2 separate regions of the Urocitellus parryii genome follow, and region 1 is linked to region 2. Evidence: chromatin contacts called from public Hi-C data. All regions are on one chromosome and are shown on one strand. The core of a region is the stretch at or near the end of the contact, and the rest is flanking DNA. Distances in the headings are between cores, read along the strand shown. Region 1 holds the start of Dctn1 (dynactin subunit 1). Region 2 holds the start of Mob1a (MOB kinase activator 1A).

Region 1 (2,700 bases), core at 53-2,552, 190 kb before region 2:
CATGATTTTATTCTCTTTTAATGCTGAAAAATGTTCCATTGTGTATTAAATCTTATTTTGATGATGATAGGACGATGATGATTTTTTGGTACCAGGGACTGAATCCAGACCCACATTCCCAGCCCTTTTTATGTTTTGAGTCAAGGTCTCTCTGAGTTGCTTAAGGCCTCTCTAAATTGCTGAGGCTCATTTTGAATTTGGAATCCTCCTGCCTCAGCCTCCCAAGTCACTGGGATTACAGGCATAGGCCACCAGGCCCATTTATTTTGATTTTTGAACCATATGGAAATATTATTCATTCAGAATAATTTTAAAAATGTAGAAAGTGAAATGGGGGGGGGAGGATGAGTAGTAGAGGGGTGAACAATACATCCCTCTAACATTACCTCTCACTCCCACCCACCATCAATGTTATGTATATTTTGGGTTGTTTTGAACTTGAGATTACTGAGACAAACATATCTTTGTAATAGTTATATTTCAAACTCAGATTCACTCCATTCTCCTAACAATCAGTTGAAATAGATACTATCATCACATCCTCAAACGAGGATCACTAACATCCTCCTTTACAAATTGAGGAAACAGAGGCACGGAGAAGTTAGGTAATTGGCCCAAGATCTCATCTAGCTAGTAAATTGCAGTTAGAATTCGAGCCCATGTCTGTAAAATCCTGGCTCTCCCAACATCTTTATACAAACATTTTTGCAAACTTATTTGGTTATTTATTTAGGTTACATTATTAGAAGCGGGCACACTGAGTCAAGAAGTTTAATTTTTTAGAATATAAAAGCTCCAAATGCCATTATGAAAATTTGACTTATTTTACATTACCATCAAAAAGGCATGAGAATGTTTCCATCCACACATGATGGCTGACACTGAGTAGCAACAAAATTTATGTTTTTCTCCAACTTAGCCAACAAAATATGTTTTATTGCTACTGTTTTAACTGGCAGTTTAGCACTCAAAAGCTTGTAAAAGGTTCTCCAAATCTTCTACCCAGTCTTCCCTTCGCCGACGGAGGGCGCTGGCCACGACGCACCTCTCAACGAAGGTCCTTATCAGCTTCCCAGGCTCACTGCGCATGCGCTTATCATGCCCTAGTTGTCCAGCTGTATGCCTGATCGATGTTTTCTCCGCCGAGCTTGGCGACCACTTCTAAGCCAGGCGGGTACTGCGGAAAAGAGTAGTGTTTTCTGTAAATTCAGAACGCCCCTGGGTTTCTGGGACGAGGGGTTCTGAAGTGAGTCTGGAGGGTCGGGCGGTGCGTCGGGCAGCCCACGAGGGCGGGGCGGCGGGGCGGGGCTCGCCGGGTCTTGGGCGTCGGTCGCCGGTGGGGCCCGAAGAGGGCGCGGAGCCCCTGACAGGACAGGTACGAAGGCGGTATTTCTGCCTGCTGTCTGCTGTCCGCCCTCCACATGTTCGTGAGGTTCTCGCATTGGGCTGTGGGTTCGGCGCTGGCCTAGGGCGCTGCACAGAGCCGGGTGTGTGACGAGGGCAGGCAAGGTTGGGCCGCGGCAGGGGTGGGTGCCCGCCGTGGTCTGGATGTTTGAACCCAGGCTCGACCTACCCCCCTGAGCTCTTCAGCCTGGTGTTCGACCTGGGTCAAAGTGCCTGTGCCTCAGACTTCCTCCAGAACTGCAAGGGTCCTCCTCTTTTCTCGGGAGCTTCTGAGGCATCCCTGAACCCATACCAAGCCACAGGTTTCCTGTGGGCACATGGTTGAGAAATTTGTCTCAAACGGGGGAAAAATTAGAGGACTCAAGCATCAGGGTCTACATATGGGTTTGGTGTGTGTGAACCCCCTCTACGGGGGTCCGCCTTAGCTGTTGGCGTGATGACTCTTGAAAAGTCATCTTGCACATCTCTCGATTTCAGGCAGAACCACAGGTAAATCACACAGACGAGGAACTGCTGTTTTTAAAGACACAGAGATTTAGAAACTTACCCTCATTTATTGCAGTGAAGACAGCAGCAAGCCTTTACTGACCGTTTGCTACTCTGGTATACTTAAAGTACTGAGAGTCCAAGAGCTATTAGGTAGAGGTTGACATTCTTTGCCTGGTATATTGCCAGAGCCTGAGCTGCGGGATGTTAAAAGAGATAATAACTTCATTACTACTATTATTTATAAAACCCATTTTTGCTCAAATGTGTTAAGAAAATTCCTGGTTAAAGTTTTCTCTACTTCAAACTATTTCAGAACCTTCAGTATGCTAGTGATATTTACTGTGAATTTCCATCTGGGGGTATGTATGGAGAGTTTCCCAGAGTTTACTGGGAAATACTATTTTTCTTGGGTTATACCTCTGTTTAATGTTTGGTACAGTTTGGGAAATGCAGTATCTGAATTAGAAATTCACTGGAAGGGGCAGTACAGGCCAGTGCTTTTCTAACTTTTATGATGCAGACATTTAATGGGGTCTTGTTAAAATACAGATTCCATGGGTTATGCATTTCTAAAAAGTTTCCAGGTAATGATAATGCTACTATTTTGTGGACCACACTCTGAGAAGCAAGGGTGTAAATTACTGGATTCACAGTTAGAGATCATTTTCTGCTTCTTGTCCTTAAGAACAAACTGCTGCCTTGGGTGAGTCACTTCATCGGTCCAGGCCTTAAAATAGGAGTCTGAACCGGGAGATCTCTAAGGCTCCTTTCAGATCTAACATGCTATTACTCCAGTTCTACTTGTGA
Region 2 (2,700 bases), core at 108-2,607:
AGGGAATTAAGAAAAAAAACAAACTTCTCCAGTCTTTGGATAGCCCCTGTCTAGTGGAAAACAAATTGCCCTGAAGCAATTAGCAATCAGCAATTTCTCTTTCTCCACTTGCTTCTCTCACCAGGAAATCTTATTTTTTTTATTCCTAAGGGGACTATACTGATATCAGTCAAATATTGACCTGGGATTTTCACCTAATCCTGAAGATTATCTCTTTTCCTCTATAAATCTAACAATATTAAAAGCTTTATCTAATAAATTGCTGATCTTTCATTGATTTAATAATTTTTTGGCTTAAAAAACAATCCCATCAAAAGGTGAAAAAACATTCTTGAATCCTTTTTTCTCATGATGTTTTTATGATAATTGTATTACTTAGGGTATATAAGTTATGAAAAAAAGTATGAGTCTGCATCCTTAGGTATACAGCTTCTATTCAGGTATATCAAATCACGTTGTAAGTTATAAACTACAAAATTCAACACAATAAAAAAATTAATTCAACATAACAGGTGATATTTCAATGAAATAAAATCAACATGAAAATCATGGTAGCAGGTACATGGGACAATCTTATTTACACCAGACCTCCTGCACAACCATTTGCTGAGGTATTTCTCTAGCCTCCCACAATTTCCCTTTTCCTTGTGTTCTTCATTCCACTATGGTGTGTGTTAGTGGTCACTTGGTGTTATTGAATCCTTCACCCACATTAAAAACCTGTACCTGGATGTTCATAGCATTAATCATAATGATTGAAAAATTAAAAAACAACCCAAATTTGTCCATCAATAGATGAATGGATAAACAAAATTTGCTGTGTTCCACAATGGAATTTTATTCATTTTGTAAAAGAAATGAAGTCCTCAAATATGCTAGAGGCGTGAATCTTAAAATATTAGGCTGAAGCCAGTCACAAAAGATTACTTACTGAATGATTCTATTTATATGAAATGTCCAGAATAAGAAAATTCATAGAAATAGAAAGTAGAGGGGCTGGGGTTGTAGCTCAGCGGTAGAGCGCTCGCTTAGCATGCGCGAGGCGCTGGGTTTGATACTAAGCACCACATAAAAAGTAAATAAATAAAACAAGGGTAGTGTGTCCAACTACAACTAAAAATAAATAAATAAATAAATAAAATAAAAAATTTTAAAAAGTAGACTATTGGTTGTCAGGAGTTGGGAGCGACAGGGAGTGGTAAGGAATGAAAACGCTCTTAGAACTAGATAAAGTGATGATGGTTGCACAAATCTGAATACATACACCCCCCAAAAAAAAACCACAATGAGATGTACATTTTGAAGGGGAGAATTTTATTCTATGTAAATGTATCTCTATTAAAAAATTAGTTTAAATTTTTTAAACAATTGCAGGGGTGTATATTGCTCATAACAGCGCTTCGGCTACCTGGGTAATAAGAATGAAACACAGCAACACCAAGCTCCAGCAAGTGCAAAGCCAGCCCCTCTTCCGGACCACCGCGTTCCCTCGCCACGCCTCCAGGAGAGGGAAGTCCCGACATCCAGAACGCTGATTGGCTTACCTATAAGAGAGGGGCGGGATGAAAGGGATGTCAAGTCCCTTTCTGAGGGGCGGGGCGAAGGCTTGGCTCGCGAGATTTTGCTGGTTCCGCATTTCGGATCTGTGAGGTGGGGGAGGCGGGGGAGCCAGGCGCCGCGGTTCACTCAGGCCTGCCCCCTGTAAAACCCGAGCTCGGAGACCCTGCTGCCCTCCTTCCGCTGTCCGCGATCAGAGGACCGTTCTCTTCCTCTCGGTTCCCGCGCCAGTTCCGAATCCTGACGGGGCGGGGGCCAGCGGCCCCTCCCCTGCTCTCCTAGGACCGAAGATGAGCTTCCTCTTGTAAGTAGGGCCCGGCGGAGGGCGCCAGGCTGAGGGCGGAGGTCGGGGACGGCCAACAGGGTCCCGAGATGATGACCCGGCCCAGGATCAGGGTCGGGTGACTGGCGTCCACTCTGCCCCTCCTCGAGTCCACGGGGGTGCCCGACAGTAGGGAGGGCCTGACGGAGATGAAGGTCGAGGCAAAGGAAGCTGAGCTTGAGGTTGGGGCGCTGAAAGGCCCCGAGGCCGGCAGAGCCTTCAAACTTTTCCGCCCGAGCACCCCCGAGGGCTGGGAGGCGTTCTGAAGGCCTGGCCTTGCCCGGGGTTCCCAGTTTCTCTGCAGTCTCGAACTCTAGTGATGATTCTTGCTGACTTAGCTTTTTACTCTATCATATGTCTGGTTTTGTTATTGTCAGTATTAAATTACCCCCATGGAAAAATGCTGCCACAGGAAAATGTGTAGTATCATAGTTGGAGAAAGCTGGAAGTAAGATGTGGGCCTTGCAGCCAGACTCTCCTGTCCACTTTCGATTCTGCCCACTTACTGATTTTATGACTTTTTAAATACTCTTGGCCTCAGTAGAATCTCATTTTAGAAAGAAAGCTTGGGCCCAAACGAGGCTTAAATGGACAATTTTTAAGTTCTCTGATTTTTTATGCACATTGAGATTTGAGAAGCCTTGCTCTATAGCATCTTATTCTTAGGTGATTCTCTCTCATACAGTATTGCTCAGCTGTATGCTTAAATAATCATTTTAGTGATGAACATGATCCACTTGTTTGGCATTTTAAATTTTATTGAAATACAGTGTTTCATAACCAGAGTTTACCCCTTCTTTAATGTGAGAAATTTTAGATTC

The links. Hi-C and Micro-C count contacts between places; a contact is called where the count stands out from the background.
Region 1: a Hi-C map of liver shows a contact between it and region 2, with 5 times the contacts expected there. The contact joins the promoter of Dctn1 here to the promoter of Mob1a in region 2. A contact is called at or near these places in 2 of 2 Hi-C or Micro-C datasets (liver and muscle).

Annotation. Positions count from the first base shown.
Region 1 is chr12:93,340,134-93,342,833 of mUroPar1.hap1, reverse strand. Dctn1 (dynactin subunit 1) reads left to right here and starts at 1,302. Exons shown (of 28, transcript XM_026397408.2): 1 at 1,302-1,375.
Region 2 is chr12:93,152,658-93,155,357 of mUroPar1.hap1, reverse strand. It overlaps Mob1a (MOB kinase activator 1A), which reads left to right and starts at 1,357. Exons shown (of 6, transcript XM_026397400.2): 1 at 1,357-1,861. The coding sequence starts at 1,848.